Linked DNA regions of Mus musculus: regions 2 and 3 are each linked to region 1. A link is a contact called in public Hi-C data. All regions are on one chromosome and are shown on one strand. The core of a region is the stretch at or near the end of the contact, and the rest is flanking DNA. Distances in the headings are between cores, read along the strand shown. Region 1 overlaps Plekha7 (pleckstrin homology domain containing, family A member 7). Region 2 has its middle 42 kb from the start of Gm24982. Region 3 has its middle 26 kb from the start of A730082K24Rik.

The links. Hi-C and Micro-C count contacts between places; a contact is called where the count stands out from the background.
Region 2: a Hi-C map of the N1E-115 cell line shows a contact between it and region 1, with 5 times the contacts expected there. The contact joins two enhancer-like sites. A contact is called at or near these places in 5 of 484 Hi-C or Micro-C datasets (the N1E-115 cell line, cerebral cortex, cortical neurons and 1 more) and 2 of 115 datasets of contacts at active chromatin or transcription factors (astrocytes and extraembryonic endoderm stem cells).
Region 3: a contact with region 1 is called in a Hi-C map of the N1E-115 cell line, with 13 times the contacts expected there. The contact joins two enhancer-like sites. A contact is called at or near these places in 2 of 39 promoter capture datasets (cranial neural crest and second pharyngeal arch cranial neural crest), 1 of 15 datasets of contacts at CTCF or cohesin (pro-B cells), 4 of 484 Hi-C or Micro-C datasets (the N1E-115 cell line, embryonic fibroblasts, myocytes and 1 more) and 1 of 9 other capture datasets (embryonic stem cells).

The regions. Positions count from the first base shown.
Region 1 is chr7:116,130,181-116,134,037 of GRCm38.p6, forward strand. It overlaps Plekha7 (pleckstrin homology domain containing, family A member 7), which reads right to left. Exons shown (of 27, transcript NM_001305185.1): 24 at 2,441-2,596. Among named protein-coding and RNA genes, the nearest start is that of 1110004F10Rik, 39 kb to the left of the region's middle. Within about 2 kb of position 2,086, at least 38 of the 459 cell types and tissues checked have an H3K27ac peak or open chromatin away from gene starts, as enhancers often do. A contact at or near this core is called in the N1E-115 cell line, where this site is marked.
Region 2 is chr7:114,872,332-114,876,188 of GRCm38.p6, forward strand. No RefSeq gene overlaps it. Among named protein-coding and RNA genes, the nearest start is that of Gm24982, 42 kb to the left of the region's middle. Within about 2 kb of position 2,025, at least 28 of the 459 cell types and tissues checked have an H3K27ac peak or open chromatin away from gene starts, as enhancers often do. A contact at or near this core is called in the N1E-115 cell line, where this site is marked.
Region 3 is chr7:114,920,781-114,924,637 of GRCm38.p6, forward strand. No RefSeq gene overlaps it. Among named protein-coding and RNA genes, the nearest start is that of A730082K24Rik, 26 kb to the right of the region's middle. Within about 2 kb of position 1,656, at least 18 of the 459 cell types and tissues checked have an H3K27ac peak or open chromatin away from gene starts, as enhancers often do. A contact at or near this core is called in the N1E-115 cell line, where this site is marked.

The DNA of each region.
Region 1 (3,857 bases), core at 836-3,335:
GAAACTTGCTAAGATCATCAAAAGAATCAGTTGTGGAACTAAGGACTCGAACCTGAGTCTCATACCGAAGCACATGCTCTTCCTGCTACACTAGACGGCTTTCTAGAGGCCAGGGGAAAGGGAAACAGAAGGCAGGCAACACGCTGAGACTCTCACAGGAAGCACTTGATCCTTAGTGCTACACTCAAAGCCCCAGTGAGCCGACCCTCCAGCCACACGGGCTCAGTGGGAGCTCTGGTGTCCTTCCCACCTAAGGAGCTTTCTTCTGCTCTAATTTAGGGATCTGGCACTGAAATAGGACTTCAGTAAGTGAAGTCTTATTTCAGGGCTGTGAGATAGTACGTGTATTTAATCCCAGCACTGGAGAGGCAGAGACAAGTGGATCTCTAGTCTACACAGTGAGTTCCAGGCCAGCCAGGGCTACCTAGAAAGGTCCTGTCTCAAAACAGAAAATAACAAAGCCCAACCAACCAACCAACTAACCAACCAAATAAACAAACAAAAAAAGGTCGAACCAGAGCCAGGCAGCTTAGAGACCACCCAAAACGGATGGGTGAGCTGACATAACCGTAGTAAAACCTCTCCCATCTCAAACACACTTCTGACTTTGGGGGGCGTACAGGTCAGACCTGACTGACTGAAAAGCTTGAACCAGCAGTGACAGCATGCAACCGGTTAATAACCAAGGTGCTTTTCGTACTTCTGGGCAGAGCGTAGATTTTTACCTTCACCTAACGGATGAAGACTGATGGTCCTCTCTTCAGTTCTCCACCTGCCCCCAGCCTGACTCTGCAGGTTTATCTAAGTTACCTTTCCTAAAAGCTCTCTCATTCTTTCCTCTGGGACAGTGCTCTGGTGACAAGGCCCCTCCCCCATGCTATATACAGATTCAGTCTTCATAGCACCCCATTCCTGCAAGAATGTTAAATTTGTGCATTTGAGAGATGGCTCAGTAGGTAAGCTGCTTGCTGCCAAGGCTAATGACTCAAGTTTGATCTTGGGGACCCACATGGTAGGAAAGAACCAACTCTACTGGTTGTCTCAGTACATTTTAAATTAAAAAAAAAAAAGTTAATTTTGTTTTCCCCCAGCACCAGTGGGAATCCCTGTTTTTAACCTGCTAGCTAAAGTTCTGAAAACCTCTGTCCACGCTTTTAGGAATATTTAAGCTTGCGATTTTCAAAATGTCATCTTAATTTGCCTCAAGATAGTTTTCTTCCCCCTTGACTAGGTGGATTTTGGTCTCAGTAGCAGAACTGAACCCATGTGGCCCTTCAGTTTGTTGAAAGGTGGCAAGAAAAAAATCTGTCATCCGACCAGGACAGATCTAGAGTAGGAAGTAGACTGCATTGTAGCAGGAGGATTTAGGTTAGAGATAAGGAAGGACAGCAGAGGGCAGCCTCGCATTGCCAAGAGCACATGGAGGCTCTTTGTGAATAAGAAAGCCGCCAGACTGTTGGCAGCTACTGTTTAGGCTGTCAGAGAAAAAGACCTGGGGCAGGAGGCTGAATTTACTGACTGCAAGAACCAAGAACCTAGAAACTCAAGTACCGAGTTACCTACAGTGTTCTCTTTGTTCTCAGAGCTCCTTTCCCCCATGAATCCCTAACCATTCAAAGGGAAAAACAAAACAAAACAAAAACCTGCAAATGGATCTGCCCTGTCTCTTGAAATGGGAGGGCTAGGTATGTAGTTCTATGTACTTGGCATGTGTGAGACCCAGATTTTAACACACACACACACACAACCACAGTGGCAAAGTTCCCCCTCTACCTAAGTAGGGCACCTGTGGAAGACTTAGAATCTCACCCAAACTCAGCCTACACCTGGGAAAAATGCAGCAGGCCAAGTTCCTACACAAATGTTTTGGGGCACTGGAAATTCATATAACAATGTCTTCCACCAGCAGACATTTATAGCATGCCTACTGCGTGCCATCCTAGTGCTAGGGACACAAAGGACTGAAACAGCTGCAGACACTGCCCACAGACCACAGGTGACCAGAGATGTCTAGAAGACTGCCTGGCACTCCCTCCCTCCCTTCCTTTCTCCTGCCTTGTTTTCCTAGGCCTGACCTGTCATGAGGCAAGTGGGCCACTAGAGGGCAGCAGAAGAGTTCAGATCGAAATTGGCTCCAGTCCCGGCTGGAAATGTCTCCTGTGACTTTTCAGACCTGCCCTGTATTTTCCCACCACGTATGATAGTCTGCCTAAGAGGTCATTTTCGAGGGCCACCACTAATGATCCAGGGAACATTTTCTAATCCTCTTGGGAACATGCTGAGTCACTTAATTCTCCCCACATCATCAGAAATAGGCTTAAGTGTGATTTAGAACATGGACGCCTTTACGATCTCAAGCGTCCGGACCTTCCTGGGCAACAGTGAAGCTGAACCCTGCCTGGTGACTTCTAGAAAGCATGAAGGAAGCCCCTATCCTCACCTCTCTGCTGATGTCCAAGTCATAGTCTTGTGGCTCCAGGTCCAACTCCATGACAGGTGTGGCTTGCACTTTCAGCCAGCCCTCCTCTTTGTCTTTTCTGTCCCCCTGAGCAGCCCGTTCCAGCAGCTGCAGGTCAAACTCTTGTTCTCGCTTCCACTGGCAACAGAGGAGAGGGTTAACCTCACTTTCCGACCCATTCAAGAACCACACAGGGCCCTGAGGCCTAAGGACCTGGGAAGACGGACTTTTGAGACATTAGGCAAGTGTCATAGCTGTGTTGTGTGTGTGTGTGTGTGTGTGTGTGTGTGTGTGTGCGTGTGTGTGTGTGTGTGTAACTGAAAACTGGCCTCTGCCTTCGTCCTGTGGCCTCTTCCACACTGCTGGCTGTGCTCTGATCTAGGACCTCTGAGTATTCAAATGTGCATCCGTAGGGTCCTGGAGGAAGACCCATGACTTTAAGCCTACAGTGGTCCACAGGGACCCAGCAATTGGTAGAGAGTTCCAATCAGTACCAAGGAGTTGGTTGACCACCAGTGTTGCAAACTGCCGTGGAAAATGATAACCATTTGAGATAAGACAGTTTCCTTAAAATAGAAAACAAACTAAAAGTGAGATCAGAGGGAATTGCTCCAAGGCTGTTTCACAGTGGCAACTTTGTATCAATGTCTCTTCCCAGGAGGGAAAAATCTACCCAGGCACGTGTGCGCAGTTCCAAGATGGCTTCCTGTTCACTTCAGACCTCTGACCTTAAAAGAACAAAGGACTCTCTTGTGAGGATGAGACGATACTTAATGCCTCAGGTCACCTCCTCTCTCTCACTCCATTCATCTCACAGTACCCCAGCAGCCAAAGATACCTCACAACCACCCCGACCCGATCCTGTCGCCATGTCAGCACGCTCCACACATTCATGCACAAGCTCGGGTCCTCCGTAGCAAACCAACAGAATTGTGTGTGCTGATGGTTTTCCAATTACAGTTTGGATGACTTAGGCAACTGAAGTCCAGGGATAAATTTAATGGTTCACAAAGAAAACACACAATTCCTTACACGCTCACAAGTGCTCAAAAAGAGACAAGTCCTCATTTAAACCCAGCCTGATTGCTTCCACAAACAGCAAAAGTTCACCGCACTCTGCAAACTACCCTGCGGAAGAACCACGCCAATCCGTAATGGGAAGCAATATGTTTATTGGCGCTGACGAGACTTACACAAGCCTTTTTTTCCCCCAAAGAAAAAGCACAAAGGATTGGAGTTGTGGATCGGAAATACTCTCTGTATCCCAGACAGCAGGTTGTAGAAAGTCAGGGTTCTGATGTTTACTTATAATACTTAAAAGTTAATGGGTTTATAGCTTTTAAAGACACTATTCTAGTCATTTGGTGACTAACAGCTGCAGAGAGGCCCTCTGAATACA
Region 2 (3,857 bases), core at 775-3,274, 1.3 Mb before region 1:
GTTATTTAGGAATCAGTGATATGTTACATTGCTGAAGTCAATCTCACCGAGCTCTCTTTAGGCTTGCCTTTCCTATGCGGATGGGGTGGGAAATGTCGAGGCTGAATCCTTTCCAAGCCATTTCTTGTCTCTGACATTTGACTGGTTCAATCTATCCTTCTACAACTGTTGACTCCCTAATAGCAAGTCTTTTGTCTCTCTGTGAGTCGCTATTTTTAACACTTCGGAGGATACAGGACTTACAAATCTGCAATGTTTTGATAAAAGCTGTAACTATTATCTTCCTAGAAAAACACGCACTCACAGAACGTATACTCACTTATGTTTTGTTTAGAAGCCCTAAAGCCCACTTGTGCTCTGGAATGAAAAGCTCATTTGGACTTGTATTTTTGTTGTAAGCTGTCTTAAATACAGCTGATTTTGGATTTATCTTAACTTTTTTGTCTTTGAAATAGTGAAAAACTGATAAAGATATAAAGAAAAGTCCAGTGGGTATGGATAGCCATGGATCCTGCAGCTGAATTGTTACTGTCCATTAGGCCTCCTCTCCTTCTTCCTCCCTCTCCTTCCTGTTTTTCATCTTCCCAAACTTCTCTTGTTTTTCCCTTCTTCCTCCTTCCTTGCTTCCTTCCTTTTTCTTCCCTTCCTTTCCTTTTTCTTTCCTTCCTTTCCTTTTTCTCTCCTTCCTTTCCTTTTTCTCTCCTTCCTTCCTTCCTTCCTTCCTTCCTTCCTTCCTTCCTTCCTTCCTTCCTTCCTTCCTTCCTTCCTTCCTCCTCCCTCCCTCCCTCCCTCCCTCCCTCCCTCCCTCCCTCCCTCCCTCCCTCCTTTCCTTCCTTCCTTCCTTCCTTCCTTCCTTCCTTCCTTCCTTCCTGCCTTCCTTCCTTCCTTTCTTCCTTCCTCCCTTCCTCCCTTCCTTCCTATGTCCATCAGTCCTCATTTTGAAACATTTAAAGATAAATTGCAGGGATCACTGAAGTACAGGTGGGCTATGATTTAGCATAGATGCCTGCCATTGCAGAGTGCTCAGGGAAAGATGGTATTTATTTATTTATTTATTTATTTATTTATTTATTTATGAGATTGCCCTGGCTTTAGACACAACCTCTCCTCTTCTGTCTGTTATGGGATCGAGCTGTATGTGTGGATGACTCACACTTATGAAATGCTACTGCACACATTCCTTACAGGGGGCTGGATCCCTGGAGTTGCAGGAAGCCCAGATTTTTCCCTTTCATCCCTAGGGGAGGGTGGGGCCACAGCAAACATAATTGCAAACAGAAAGCAGAGCAGGCTGGGGCTGCTTTAGGAAACGAGATAAGGGATGTCAGAGAGGGAAAGGACAGCATATATCCTCTAGAGGTAAGGGCTTGGGGAAGACATGCCAGAAGGCATGATGAAAAGTAACATTTATTCAACCCTTTGAAGAAAGGGCACTTTGGGTATCCATGACAGTGTAACCAACTGGTATAAGCTGGCTTCAGCATGGTTTAAGTATAGCAATAAAGGATCAGTTCTCTTTTGGGTATTGCTTGTACATATCATCTGTCTCTCTGCTGGCTTGTCCCTAAATGACTCTATCGCAGTAGCTCTTTAAGCCTCTTGGGGGGTCTTCCTTGGAGGTTGTGGCTTTTTGAGTCTCTTGGAGCTGTTCTTTCATTTTGAAGATGAGACTTAGAGGTTCCCTCTGCTCACATGACATTTGGAGAAAGATCTGGGGGCTGGGTCATGTATATAACATAGCCTGGTCCCCCCCCCCCCCCGCCACCTCTATTCTGTAATTCAAGTAGAGTTTGACCTAGTTACCTTTGCTTAGCTCCATTTAGCCAGGCGCATCCCTAAGTTTTGAGAGCAAAACAGTACCTGTGATTTTCTTATGAGCCACAAGAGGGGGAAGTGTGAACACAAATGAAAAAGAAAATTAAAAAAAAAAAAAAAAAAAACCACTCAAAAAACCAACCTCGCTGGCGAAACCCAGCTGGCAAGTGAGCATGTTTTCCGAGGCTTCGTTCCTGCTGCCAGCCTGGCAGCTCCAATCTGTTGTGTGTCCCCACTCTCTCTCTCTCTCTCTCTCTCTCTCTTTTCTCTGCCACTGTTCTTTCTCTGCCCCTCTCTCACTTTGTCTCTCACTGTCCCTCTGGAATTTCTCTGGGAAAAAAAGATGCAAATTGTTCTGCTGTCTTTAGAACGAAAAATTAATGAACAATTCCTAGGTGGGGTGGTGGGGGACCAAGATCTGAGGGAGTTTTTTTTTTTTTTTTTTTTTTTTTTTTTAACTATAATCTCAAAGTCAGCCAATGAGGGAGTTTTAGAAGCTCCTTACTTTTTGTTCATAAAAACAAAGCAGAGAGGCCTCCTCATCCTCAGGTGAGACCTTGATCCTCCTTGCTGGCCTCTGAGGTGGCAATGGTTGCGCAATATCACCACCTTGCAGAGTAGTGAGCATAGGTACAGATATGTCCAAGGGTTAGGTCAACATCACACAGCTAGGGTTAGAGCTGACTTTGAACAGGGCACTCTGATTAGAACGCCTCTGCCCTTAAGCCCCTTTATTGTCACTGAATCATATCATCAGTGGATGTAAAGTGTTCAGGGGCAGGGAGGGCATGGTCCTGATGCAGACCCTAGTGAGCAACTCAGATCAGAGGTGTCCCACAGGTGTGGGAGCCAGTTTCAAGGGTAACTGTTGAGACAGGAAGCTGCTGCATGGAGGTGACAAAGGATGGAAATGGGTGACAAGAAGATCGGTGTACTTAAGGAGGGGAGTGCAAGTGGGCAACAAGACCACCCAGAGCAGTGGCCAGGCCAACAGCTCTCAACTCTTTGCAGGGATTTGGAACTTTCGTCTCTGGGACCTATCAAGTTTCTGAGGTTCTGCCTGGTCAGAGCTTTGCCAGGCAGTGGGGGGATCTCATGATTATTTGGGCACATGCTTTCTGGTTAGGCCATGGTCTGGGAAGTGGAATGACCTATGGTTATTTTCATTTGTGTTCCTTTCGCTTCTCCTCAGGCTGTCTAGGGAAAGGCTCCATGGCCTAGGCTGTGGGAACTGCCCTGTCCATCGATGATAGAATGCATTTCAATTAATTCCTCATGTGTCATTGCAGACCATGCAGAACTAACTTTTTCTTAGAGTTAACACTGTATTATCATGAACACAAAGCATATTACATATAGAGAATTTAGAAATTAAAGTCCAGAAAGACGGTCTTACAGCGAGCGTCTCACCGCCCTGAGATAGTCAGTGTTTACATTTTTTTCTTTTTTCTTTTCCTGATCCTTATTTCCCCCTTCTCCTCATCTTTGTTCACACTTTCTTTAATGGTCTCCACGGGAGTCCTTCCTGGAAGTGCTGTAAAGAAACACATGTCACAGTCCATTGTGAAGCAGTGTGGGAGCAACCCTCATTTCTAGCACATACATTTCAAGAGTCACTGTGTAGACTGATATGACTTCTGGGCCTTCTCTACAATGTGGGCATGGCTTGGGCAGAGAACACACTGTGCAGTATTCACACTTCATGATGCCATGGGAAAGGGAAGAGAATACCATGCCTATAGCCTAAGGTGGGCCAGGCACTAAGCAGGATACTGTTCTTGGTATTCCTTTGTTGAAGAAAGAGTTGAGTTCCTATGGAAGGTGTAGTGGTCAGCACTGGGGCAGGGGGGGGGGGGAGCATGTGTGACTCCTGATCTCAAGCGAAACAGTCTCAGCAGAAAGAATAACTGGAGACAAGAATGGACAAATTGGTCTAGCCTTAGGCAAGGGTAGGGGTTGTCAGGAAAAAATTGAGTTAAGGAAGGAGGATTGAATCGTATGGGGGACTTTTGGTATAGCATTGGAAATGTAAATGAGCTAAA
Region 3 (3,857 bases), core at 406-2,905, 1.2 Mb before region 1:
CCCTTCTCCCTTTCTTCCATTCATCTATACCTCCGGCTACCCACCCAATATTGATATGTACATGATAGAACTAAGCCTTTATTAATTTGCATGCTAGAATTAAATCATCATTGTGCTAGAATTAAGACTTTATAAGAAAGTAAAGGTGTTTTCTGTCTTCAAGGACAGTTATACTTGGGCTGGGAAACTGGAAAGGAATGGGAATGTGAAAAGATGACTTAGAATTGATTGATGCAGACCTCCATCACTGTCTGATTTCACAAGGATGGTGATGAAGAGGAAAGGGAGAAAGTGATCCTGGAAAGGGCAGTGTGAACTCTGCACCCAGTTATTTTACAGGCTACATTGTATGGTGCTATACCATAACATATGCTGGCCATGTGATCTTGGATCAATCTTCTTACCTAGGTCTCTTACTTATCCACACACTTTGGACTGGGTGATTTTTTTCTGGTATTTCACATACTATGATTCTATTATTCTATTCCTATGCATTAATCAAAATAAGCAAAGATCAGGAGCTAGTGAATTGTGGGCTGTTTGGAGCTTGGGAAGTAGGACTCTGTGAGGATGCAGGTGGAGAAGCAGTTGAGTAGGGACAAAGGTTGGAGTTGGGCTGTGGAGAGAGGCTGGAGATGTCAGAATGGCAGGACATACCGAGTTTCTCTGCACTTGAAGTGCCTCTCTGCTCCTGGCTCTCACCTGTGACACAAACAGAGTCCTTTGAAACCAATTACCACAGTTTTTTTTCACTCTTTCCTTGACTGTGTTTGGGCTCACATTGGGGCAGTCCTAGATTAGAAGAATGTGGACTGAAGAGTCTTTGCTCAAGCACATTGGCTGCTCTCCTCTATGTGCTGGCTGCCTTCCACTCTAGGCTAGGGCTTCATTTTTACCATTTGTACTTACATACAACTTGACAAAGAAGAGCCTCTAAGGTTATATATTTAAGGACTCTGGAAGACACAACACTCATTGACTCTTGAAGCCTAGAAGCTATTTAAAGTCATACCTTGGTGCCCCTCTGAATTCTTTCTAACATGGATCCTATCCATAACATTCACAGGAAGAATGAGTGAGTGAGTGAGTGAGTGAGTGAGTGACTGAATGACTGACTGACTGACTGAATTACTGAATGGATGAATGAATGAATGATTAGATTCAAAGATGTAGAGAAGACTAAGTCCAGGGTGGCCAGGTGACTGCCAGTCAGAGCTGGAGTTGTGTCTCAGAGTCACCCCTCTTAGTAGTAGTTATTTAAAATAGAGACAGTAATACATGCCCTGCAAAGCAGCAGGTGTGAGGATCAAAAGGAGACTGCAGATAAAGCTTCTAGAATGGTGCTGAGCACACAGTTTGCACCCAATATTTTTAGGCTCTGGCCTGGCCCAAAGTCTCCCAGAGTGTCAGTGACAATCCCCTGACCTTTGAGAAGGTTTACGACCATAGGCAGCCTGGTCTATCTAGGGCAACTCTGGACACAACCTCACTGCACAGAGAATGATGGATTGAATGACCCTGGACCCTTTCCAATCCCCTTTGGGTCTTGAAACCAAGGGTGTACTTCTGATCCTGACCATTGGGTGGCACCAGCCCATCATCTTAGGTAACTAGACAGTGGAAGGCTAGGCCCTCTTGGCTACCCAGCAGGGGAGTTGGAAAGGGGGCTGTGGGGCGGGATCAAGAGAGTGGGTGGGGGAAGGAGCAGCTTAGAGAGTCCAGGTGTTTGTGCCTCTGCTCGACTGTCTGGATGCTTTGTGTATGACTGAGGTGGGAGTGGGCTCTATAAACATGAGGTTCAGGAGGTGTGTGTGTGTGTGTGTGTGTGTGTGTGTGTGTGTGTGTGTGGTGTCTTTATTTCTCCCCTGTATATGTACAAGTAATCATTTGACCTAAATGAAATCATTTGCCCCAAGGATATTGATTTATGGCTGTGGGTAAAGTGAGTCGAGGGCACATGGGATTTTCAAGATGTTAAAGGTATTAAAATTTAATTGACCTCCTGATTTTATACATGGGACAAACTGAGGCCAGAATGGGATTCTAACTGGTCTGAGGACCCTGGTTCCCTGATCTTGTCTACCACAGTCTCTGCATTGAACAAGGAACTGGACCAACCAAACATGGTGAGTCACCTGGAGAAGAGAATCTGGACCAAAGTGGGACCCGGAACGCCTTGTTTAGCCTAAGCCACATGATCATCATGGCTTCTCTCCTTTGTATTTTATTCTTTCCATCTGGATTCTAGAGCTAGCTCACACTGGCGTTGCCATGCCTCAGAGGACAGCTGTCCTTGTTTCAGAGCCTATGATAGACAGGTGACAGCTGAAAACTGAAGTCTTGATTTCTGCTCTTTCTCCCCATGCCACTTTGTTGTTGTTACTGCTTCAGTTGTGTTCTCCTGGAAGGCATCAGTGTCTCCTCTGTGGCCAAGGCACCCAGCTCCTAGAGGGTGGGGGTGTAGCAGGCATTGTTTTCCCCTTTACTGAGTCCCTCCCAGGCACCTCTCTTCCTTTTAATAAAAACCACTAGGCATGCTTCAGATCTGCTGAAGGCAGCAAAGATCCATGCACAGAGCTGGCCTGCAGTTCATAAACATGACAAAGATCCTTTGCCACATTTCTTTGGTTGATTCTGTCCTAGGTACCAGGCTAGGTCATTAGAATAAAGTTCAGATTTCCTGGGCTTGTATGTAGGCTCCTCAGCTAAATTGTCCTATGACCTCCAATTAATGTCTTTAGTCTTTTTTTTTTTTTTTTTTTTTTAGTATAGAATACAGTTAGCTCATAATCAGCCACCAAACGCAGACGCTATTGCATACGTCAGCAAGATATTGCTGAAAGGACCCTGATATAGCTGTCTCTTGTGAGGCTAAGCCAGTGCCTGGCAAACACAGAAGTGGATGCTCACAGTCAGCTATTGGATGGAACACAGGACCCCCAGTGGAGAAGCTAGAGAAAGTACCCAAGGAGCTAAAGGAATCTGCAACCCTGTAGGTGGAACAACAATATGAACTAACCAGTACCCCCAGAGCTCATGTCTCTAGCTGCATATGTAGCAGAAGATAGCCTAGTTGGCCATCATTGAGAAGAGAGGCCCCTTGGTCTTACAAACTTTATATGCCCCAGTACAGGGGAAACACCAGGGCCAAGAAGTGGGAGTGGGTGTGTAGGACAGGGGAGGGTATAGGGGACTTTAGGGATAGCATTTGAAATGTAAATGAAGTAAATACCTAATAAAAAATTGAAAAAAAAAAGAATACAGTTTATTCAGGGCATGGGGAGGGGAGTTCAGAGTGTAGTAGAAGCAGAGAAAGGCAAAGAGAAGGAGAGAGTAGAGAAGTAGAGGCTGGCCATGACCACATAGAAAGAGGGGGCGAAGGGAATGGGGAAAGGGGAAGCAAGGGGCAAGAGGCAAGAGTATGAGAGTAAGAGAGGCAAGAGAAGCAAGGGCAATGTCTTTAGTCTTTAACCTTTCAGTATCGACTGAAACTGAGCTGAGCCTCGTGCTCCTATGGGGTCTATTGGGTTATTTAAGTGAATCGACACTTACAAAATATTCAAAATGAAGTCTCAATAGGTTACTTCTTTATTCTTAGAACAATGCTGTACCAAACTAGCAAAAGGTTGTTTCCAGCTTAAGGACAAGGAATGTGAGACTCTGAGAGGTGATGGCTAAAAATGAGTTGGAATGATAGCTGATTAGCAGTGGTCTCATTGGAGAACCCAAGTTACATTTAAACTCTATATCAGATGTCTAAAAATCCTTTATTGTCTCACCACCAAGTCTAGATATTGGGAGAGCTGCTCTAAAAAAATCCAACAAAAACAGAATCAATTATATTATGTATTTATATA